Regions from separate parts of the Mus musculus genome. Here all the other regions are linked to region 3. A link is a contact called in public promoter capture Hi-C data. All regions are on one chromosome and are shown on one strand. Each heading gives the region's core, a stretch centred on a gene start, on an enhancer-like site or on the middle of the called end of the contact. The rest is flanking DNA. Distances are from core to core; before and after follow the strand shown.

The links. Capture Hi-C pulls out chosen DNA fragments and counts their contacts.
Region 1: a contact with region 3 is called in a promoter capture Hi-C map of liver. The contact joins the promoter of Tmed9 here to the promoter of Prr7 in region 3. A contact is called at or near these places in 9 of 39 promoter capture datasets (the C10 cell line, embryonic stem cells, frontonasal cranial neural crest and 5 more), 1 of 15 datasets of contacts at CTCF or cohesin (large pre-B cells), 1 of 484 Hi-C or Micro-C datasets (uterus), 2 of 115 datasets of contacts at active chromatin or transcription factors (embryonic stem cells and pancreatic cancer cells) and 2 of 9 other capture datasets (adipose tissue and liver).
Region 2: a promoter capture Hi-C map of pancreatic islet shows a contact between it and region 3. The contact joins the promoter of Ddx46 here to the promoter of Prr7 in region 3. A contact is called at or near these places in 7 of 39 promoter capture datasets (the C10 cell line, the HPC-7 cell line, cranial neural crest and 2 more), 6 of 484 Hi-C or Micro-C datasets (B cells, the Ba/F3 cell line, embryonic stem cells and 2 more), 4 of 115 datasets of contacts at active chromatin or transcription factors (embryonic stem cells, microglia and pancreatic cancer cells) and 3 of 9 other capture datasets (adipose tissue, liver and pancreatic islet).

What each region holds. Positions count from the first base shown.
Region 1 is chr13:55,591,707-55,594,654 of GRCm38.p6, forward strand. Tmed9 (transmembrane p24 trafficking protein 9) reads left to right here and starts at 1,429. Exons shown (of 5, transcript NM_026211.3): 1 at 1,429-1,651; 2 at 1,795-1,895. The coding sequence starts at 1,468.
Region 2 is chr13:55,633,614-55,636,363 of GRCm38.p6, forward strand. Ddx46 (DEAD box helicase 46) reads left to right here and starts at 1,386. Exons shown (of 23, transcript NM_001282055.1): 1 at 1,386-1,582. The coding sequence starts at 1,566.
Region 3 is chr13:55,462,873-55,465,951 of GRCm38.p6, forward strand. Prr7 (proline rich 7 (synaptic)) reads left to right here and starts at 1,395. Exons shown (of 3, transcript NM_001030296.4): 1 at 1,395-1,542.

The sequences.
Region 1 (2,948 bases), core at 179-2,678, 130 kb after region 3:
CCTGTTCAGTAAAAGTTCCATGCATTCTTGTCTCAGCTACAATGTGGGACTCCCTCTTCTTGCCTGTGTGGGCTTTCCTTATCTCTATCAATCCAAAGCCTAGAGAGGAATGTGTATCCTTTATCAACCCTACAAGCATGAAGAGATTAATTTAATCCCAGCACTAGGGAGGCAGAGGTAGACAGAGCTCTATAAGATCAAGAAGGACAGCCTGGTCTGTTGTGATCATAAAAAGAGAGCGAGCTATAAGAATATGTTCTGGCGGGGTGTGGGGGAAGAGGTTGCCTTAGTGGGCCCATGCCAAGGCATCCCTTCCCCCTGAGGGACCAGACCACACTGGTATAGTATAGAATAGTTTATTTAGGGCATGGGGAAGGCAGTTAAGAGAGTAGCAGAGGCAGAGAGAAGGAGAGAGTAAAGAAGTAGGGGCTGGCCATGGCGACGTGAAGAGAGAGGGGAAGGGAATAAAGAGCAAAGGGAAAGAGGCAAGAGAGTAAGAGAGTAAGAGAGAGAGGAGGGGCCAAGCAGCCCCTTTTATAGAGCCAGGACTACCTGACTGTTGCCAGGTAACTGTGGGGCGGAGCATACTTGGCTTCTGCCAGGAACTGTGGGGGTGGAGTTTAGAGAGATACCAACATGGTCTACCTATCAAGGTCAGAGCCAGGCAGGGCTACATAGTTAGACTGTCTCAAGAAAAAAAAAAAAAAAGATGCCACAATGTATCTACTTAGTACAGACAAAGGTATTGGTGAACAACAAACACAAGACATACATAAACAACACAATGATAGTTATAAATCTTATTAATGATTAAATTAAATGTAAGTGGCATAAACCCTACAATTAAAAGGTAGAACTTGGCAAGATGGCGTTCAAAAGGCATGATCTAATTGCATGTTGCCCCTAAGAGGTTCATTTTGGAATATAAAGTAATGATATGAGTGGGAAAGAATAGACAGTGCAAATAGTAACCGAGAGTAGGATGGCTGAACATAGTGTTGTGTGCACCTTATATCCCAACCTTAAGAGTCAGAAAGATCCCTACAAATTTCAGGCCGGGGGGAGTTTGCATTGTAAATTCCAGTGAGGCAAAGCAACATAGCAAGACCCTGTGTCAAATCAAATAAAAGTAAAGAGGGATGGGGAGAGGATGGGCAAGAGGGAGAGTTGTATTACTATTGGGTGAAACAGGTTCGAACCTTGCCTCCGCTTATATGTTGCGCAGGCTGACAACTATTATCAGTCATCTCGCTATTTGGCTAAACCGAAGAAAATCCTTCCATTTTGGAGACCCCAGTCCTCAGCTTGCAGAAACCAGCCCCAATCAGGTACTGCCGCGCGGAGGCGTGGTGTATCTAGGGACTTGTAGTCCATGCGGCGGAACTCGCAGTCCCGGCAGGCACTGCGGTGGCCTCCGCTGGGCTACGTGGCTCGGCAGTCTGCGCCTGCGCAGGCAGGTGGGGCAAGATGGCTGCGGTGCGAGGCGTGCGGGTTGTCGGAAGCTCACCGGGTCTCTTGCTGGGGAGAGGGATGCGGGCCTTCCTGCTACTGCTGTGGCTTGCAGCCCGCGGAAGCGCGCTGTATTTCCACATCGGAGAAACAGAAAAGAAGTGCTTCATTGAGGAGATTCCGGACGAGACCATGGTCATCGGTGCGGGGGCGCAGGGAAGCGTTTGGGACAAGTCAGTGGTCCTGGGGCGGAGGGGGATGCGACCTGTTCCGGGTAGCTAGCCTGGCCGCGAACCCCGCACCTCTTCGAGCTTATTTCATCTTCCTTTTTCCGCCTGTCTCCAGGAAATTACCGGACGCAGCTGTATGACAAACAGCGGGAGGAGTACCAGCCAGCCACCCCTGGGCTTGGCATGTTCGTAGAGGTAAAAGACCCCGAGGACAAGGTAAGCTGGCCCTTACCCGCTCCGGTACTTCTTTGTTAGTTTCCTTATCTGTTCGATCGAGAATTTTAGTTGGTGTTGTGGGAAGATACCGGATCTTCTCTAGGAACTTGGGCCGCGGTTTCTGGACAGGTTCAGTTCACAACTTCTCAGTGACCTCTGAGTGACTCCCCCAATTCGGCTGCTTTCCCTAGCCTGTGAAATGGAAGCTCACTTACTCTAGCGATAAGTGTATTAATTGCAGTCAGTGATGGATACCAAAAAGTTGCTAATGCTAAAGTTGTTGTTTAGGCCTTAATTTCACAAAACAGAACACCTTTCAGTTTTGACAAATAATGTTTTAAAGACAAAAGGCAAAATAGTTTTGTTGTCACTAACCATCAGAATAGTTGTGGAAGTTATTTTTGACATCACCATTCATCCAAGCGCCTGGAGAGATGGCTGAGCATCAAGGAAGAGCATTTGCAGCCAGGCAAATGCTCTTAAAGCTGGCCCATGCCTTTAATCCCAGCACTTGGAGGGCAGAGACAGTTGGATCTCTCTGAGTTCCAGGCCAGCCTGGTCAACAGAGTGAGTTTCAGGACACCCAATGCTAACATTCACACAAATAAAGAAAAAAAAATACTTAAAAAAATTAACAGGCATAAAAACAAACAAACAGCCGGGCGGTGGTGGCCTTTAATCCCAGCACTTGGGAGGCAGAGACAGGTGGATTTCTGAGTTCGAGGCCAGCCTGGTCTACAAAGTGAGTTCCAGGACAGCCAGGACTACACAGAGAAACCCTGTCTCGAAAAACCAAAAAAAAACCCCAAAAACTAAAAACAAAACAAAACAGCAACATGGTGGTCATGCTGCCCCTGGAAGGTAGAGGCAGGCCAGCTCCGCCTGGGGAGCAGTTACTCGCCAGCCTGATGTCAGACCCTTCAACCCTGCCCCAGATTGTTGCGATCATTTTATGCCTGTGGCTGAGTACCCTTGGGTCCTTTAGTGCTGTGACGTGCCCAAGGCTCTCCTTGCAGACTCTTGTGGTACTCAGAGCTTTTATCCCCATTTTTT
Region 2 (2,750 bases), core at 136-2,635, 170 kb after region 3:
GTCTACAGAGTGAGTTCCAGGATAGCCAGGGCTACAGAGAAACCCTGTCTTGAAAAAAAGAAAAAAAAAAAAAAAAAAAAAGAAACCAAAATTCTGGTCTACAGAGTGAGTTCCAGGACAGCCAGGGCTACACAGAGAAAGCCTGTCTCAATAAACAAAGAAAACAAACAAACAAACAAACAAAAATAGGCCAGGCAGTAGTGACGCATGACTTTAATCCCAGCACTTGGGAGGCAGAGGCAGATGGATTTCTGAGTTCGAGGCCAGCCTGGTCTACAGAGTGAGTTCCAGGACAGCCAGGGCTACACAGAGAAACCCTGTCTCAGAAAACCAACCAACCAACCAACCAACCAGCCAACCAAAAACCAATGACCGCACCTGCCAATGGTGTGATGCATGGCCCCAGGCATCCAGGTGTTCTTCTAGAATGCATTGTCTGTTCCTTTTCTGGTTTTGAGTTTGTTTTAAAATAGTTGCTCAGTGGTTCCCTTTATTAGGCCTAATTGGTTTTCATGAAAACATCCTTTTCCTAGGAAGGCATAGACGCCTCCATTTTTTGCAGTCATGAAGTTAGTCTTTTGCAGTCTTGGAGGACCTCTGTAGGTAGGGAATCTATTTGCTCTTGCTTTGCTTTGTTCTACCAAGGCCAGGTTGTCTTTAATCTGATTGGTCATTTGAGGTGTTTGTAGGCATAGGAAATCCTTTGGGAGGGCTTCTTTGTTCCAGTATAGGGGTAAGTTCGGTAAGTAAAACACTTAAAGGACAGGTCAAAATGTGAATATAAAGATAATAAGCAGAAATGGAGTGATCCAGACAAAGAGCCAGAGCAAGAGGGAGGCCCGTGCTTTTTGTCTGGTGCCTTTGGGCCCCATTTCCTGAGCGGTTGAACGGATCATGTATTCCCCCCTGCCCCGAAAGCTTCCCAGTGTTAAGAACTATTATAATCCTTAGTGCAGTTTATCTCTGTTCTGTAGATTCTAAGTCTTCACATCTCATATTGAAGAGTCTTTCCTCTTCAGTATGATGCTCCTTGTGTCGAAGACACATCACTACTATTAGTTGTCAGGATCTGGCATACACATAAGTGACTCAGTACGGAGCATATAAGGAGACAGGAGCATTAGTTAATGCAGATTAAGGCAAACAGACACACTCCCTGGGAGAGCCGCAGGCTGCATTAGGTTCCTCGGTGGTCTGCAGCGAAGACCCTTTGCAAGGCTGACCTGGCTGATGGCACACTCCATAGCGCCAAAAAGGGCTGCGGGTTGCGCTAGAAAAGTAAGTTGTTGCTGCCGGCGCAGCCCGCGCCGCGCGGCCTCCAGTCGGTTGGTGGCGCTCTGGAGAAGCAGCCGCTTCCTTCCGCCCGCTCCTTCCTTCCGCACCCCGGCACCAGCACATCCTGTTTTCGTTGGCCACGCTCTGATGGCGGTCACTGCTGGAGCTCTGTCCATTTCGTAGGACCGGTCCTCGCTCGGTACCGTGAGAGCTTGCTGCCTCCCTCCTTTGTCCTCTTCATAGGCCTGCGCATCGTCCCCGAGGGCGCAGGCCTTCTGCTGGCCGGCAGCATGGGCCGGGAGTCTCGGTGAGTCCGCGGGCGAGCGGCTTCTTGGGCTCGGAGGGGAGCGAGCGGGTGGAGGGAGCGGCGCTGCGGGTAGAGTGCGGGTGGCCGCGCGTGTGGCTGCTGAGGACCCGGTCACCCGGGCTGTGACGAGGCGCAGCTGGCATGCAGGGCAGCCGATTGCCGTGAGCTTGCGACCACCGGTCGAGCCCTGAGCGGGAACAGTCCCCCTGACCCCACCCCGCCCATCACGGAGCCTCCCGCCTCATCCCCCGGGTCAACCCAGAGCCGGTTCACTCCCGTTCCTCTTCGTCTTCACAACATTGTTTGCCTCCACTCTGGGTTACTTTCGTGCGCACGTGGGCCTCTCTGCCTAAGTCATTTAGAAGGAGCGTATGCAGGCCTTTTTTACGCACCTGCTATATGTGCAGGACCGGCTTTTATTGGGTTACAACAAAAACACCTGTTCCATGGCCATTTATTCCGCGGATACATTTTGTTACTATGTTGCCTGCTTCTTTGTGAAACCTTTCACGCGGGCACCTTACGGTGTCTTCAAAACTTTAGGTTTTAATAACGGATTAGGACCTTGAGGTAGATGATGATGATATTATTACTACTACTACTATTATTATAATCATCATCTTGAAAGATGAGATGACTGGTATGTATGTAGCCAGTCTGAAAGGTACTGTGGTTCACTGTGTAGGGAGAATGAAAACTTGGCGTACTGGGTTAAAACTTAGGTTCAGGGAAACAAGCCAAGTGTGAGTGGAGCAGCTTGAAATTTTTGCAAACCAAAAAAACCTGTAGCATCTTCCGTATAAAGGGTGTATTGCCAGTGACCATGGTTCTTTTTTTGGGGGGGTGGGGGGTCCGAGACAGGGTTTCTCTGTATAGCCCTGGCTGTTCTGGAACTTACTTTGTAGACTAGGCTGGCCTCGAATTCAGAAATCTGCCTGCCTCTGCCTCCTGAGTGCTGGGATTAAAGGCGTGCGCCACCACACCCGGCCTGAATTACCTTTCTTGATCTTGCTGTTATAATTATTATATTTGTATTGCTGGAATCAAAATAACAATAAGACCTTGCCATTTTTTGACTTAGTATCTGTTGGATCCTGTTACTTTCAAGAGGAAATTCAGACTCCCCAGACCTTTCGCAGAAGGTCCTTTTCACCCATTTACCTGCGTA
Region 3 (3,079 bases), core at 145-2,644:
AACCATTCTCTACTATTCCCATCCATGTGGATTAGGTGGTGGTAGGCTTACACACACACACACACACACCATGTGGGCATAGCTCAGCGGGACAGGGGCTTTTCTAGCATTTGAGAGAATCCTGGGGTTGATCCCCTGTATGATAAGGGAAAACCAAGTCAACTCAAAAAGGGGGGGGGGGGCAGGCTCCTGTTAGTTGCTAACATTACACAGGAGGATGTGACTACCAGAAAGAAGCAAGGGGCCCCAGCTGATTGTGGCTTGCCATTATTGAGTCTTAACTCTTGAGTCTCTGGAATCCTGGTGGCCAAATTAGAAATCAGACCAGTGTGTTGTGGAACAACTTTTGTTAGAGTCCTACCTTTGATGGCACCCATGGGTTGGTAGAGACAACTGTTATCTCCCTGAGAACCGGTTGTTCACACTCAAGGAAGGCACTAACCCCTAGGCGGTTGTGTGGAGTATGTATCCTTCTCTACCCCCAAAGCATGAGTTAGTTCATTGGACAGGCGTCCTAGATGTCACCTGTGCATTTGTCTTTACTAGAGCTACTGGGAAAGACAGTTTTCTCACTGGGAATGGCTGGCAGAGCTTAAATCCAGCTGTTGGAGACCACCCATACCTCCATTTGGGGGCAGCGTGCCTAATGCCAACGTTTGAAACGCCTGGAACCAACTGTGACATGAGTTCTGGGTTCACTGGCTTTATGTGCCCTTTCCCCTTGGCCTCCAGTTTAAGATCCTGGCTCTCAGAGCCATTACTGTTCCAGTTGACATGGTGGGAGGTGCTTCGGGGAGTTCACCCTTAATGCCACAGAGAAGTTGAAATAGAAACGGTAGAAAGGCAAGCACAACCAGTGTCAAATGAAGATGGAGCCAGCTATGAGCATGCCCGTGGAACCATAGCAGTTTAGTGCTCAGGTGGGTCTGTGATGCTTCTCAGTTGCAATGTTGGAATGCATACCTTCTGGAACAGTGGTTGGGGTCGTGAGTTGGGAGGAAGCCACACCGGGGTGCTGATTCCATCGAGTCCCTGCCCCCATTACCTGTGTTTGAATATGCCCAGGTTGAGCTGTGTGAGTCTCCGGGTTTGTTACCTCAGCTGCTCCGCTAAGCATCCGGCGTCTATGGCCGCAAAGCTGCCAGTGTGGCCTTCACCCCCAGCCCCTTTAGATAGCCTGTTGCCTGGGAGCTGTACGGAGTGTACTTTTTATTTTTTTGCGCTGGGATGCCCTTGGTATTGCGAGCCCACATCCTCTGCCGCGTCTGCGTGCGGCAGGTGGGTCCGGAGTCCCACCCACCCCTTCCCTCGCAGCAGCCTTGGCGGCGTGAGGGGGGGGGGGCTCTGTTGGCTGCGCGCGCGCGCACGCCAGGCTCAGCACGCGCCCGTGCGCGCGCCCCGCGCCTCCAGCCCAACGCTCCGAGCGGCTTTCGTTGCCACTGTCTGCTCCCCGGAGCCGCTGCCGGCTCCAAGCTTGGGTTCTGTCCGTTGGGCCGCTTGCCCCGAGGCAGGAAGACGAGTTCGAAGAGGATGCCTGGGCCCGTGAGTACCGCGACGGCTGCGGGCCGGGCGGGAACAGAGCGCGGGCGGAAGATGGTCTTCGGGCTGATGACCCTCCCTGCGGGTGGCTCAGAACCCTAGCCTGGTATCGCCACTCGGACCCCGACCGGGACAGCGGGCAGCCCCTCCCCCAGCCCACACCGGAGGGAAGGAAGGAGGGGAAAGTGAGCGAGGGAGCCGGAGCCGGGCGCGAGCGGCCACCAGTTCGCTTGGAAACCGTTGCCACAGCAACGGGGTTGCGCTCCCCGGCAACGCGACTGCGGGGTGGCGACGCCCCCTCCCCCACCACGGCCGGGGGCGCGGGAGGGGGGAAGGGGGTGCACTGTGGAGAGAGCATCGCTCTTCTGGCCAGTCTGGGTGTGCCTGCCTCAGCACGTCGAGGGTGGGGGTGAGGGAGAGCGGCTCCGTGGGCATGAGCCGGCTCCCACGTGGCTGCAGTCGTCGCAACAGGACTCCCAGGGTGGCTGCAAACGTGGAGGCGGCCCAGACCCTGGGCCTGCCACGGGAAAAAGGCCTGGAGGTTGGGTCTGGGGTCTCTGCCTGGTAACTACCATTGCTAGTATCACCACTAGGGTGGTCTCCCGTTCCCTTGAAACATGGCCTAACAGAAAATCGTATTCTCCGGAGGTGGTTTATTTGGTTTTTTAAACTAGAGAAGAGGAAAGAAGCTAGCAGCGTCTCTTCTCATGGCCAGTGCATGTGCCAAATCATGGGTTTGCGGTGGGCCTCTGTTTGATGTCCTAGCCACCATTCTCCAGGGAGGAGTAGAGACAGAGCAAAGGACACTGCTGACCCAGGAGAGCTGAATCCCAGGCCAGCTGGGAGCAACCCAGCTCATTGTCTGGACCACAGTGCCCCTTTCTTGTCTGCACAATGCCTTGACTGTGTGGGGTGGCATGGAGGATGGCCTGCAAAGAGGCCAGTGCCACATGGAGGTGCCCTGCCCAAGGGAGCTCCTCGGACGGCTGCTGAGTCAGAAGAAATGACCTCTGGCTCCCCTCCCAACCTCCCCTCATCAGACAGTGTGCTGGAGAGAGAAATGGCCCCCCTGCCAGCAGGACCTGACTCAGCAGATGCCGGCCCTGACCACAGGCTTCAGACCCAGCATCCCCAAAGCCACAACCAACCATCCCTAGCTTTCTCTTTCTATCCAGTGAAGTATCTGTGCCCAGGATCTGGGGCATTTGAGGCCTTGGCATAGGATGCCCTTAAATGGATGCTACCTGGGAAGGCAGGCAGGGAGACCTGGAGAATTAGTCACAGGTTCCTTTCATTCTCTGCCTGCTCTGTGTGCAATCTGAGTGCTCTACATCCTCAGTCTCTATCCTTAGAGCAGTTGTGCAAGGTAAGTTTGCTATGCCTGTTGTAGAGATGGAGAGTCTTGGGGCTCAGGAAGTAAGGGGACTTGCCCAAGGTCAAACACCAGTAAGCACTATCCTGGGTTTCCAGTGCAGGTCCCACTGCTGACATAGGCCCCCCTGAGCCATGCGATCCAGGCAGGAAAGGCTCTAGATGGAGC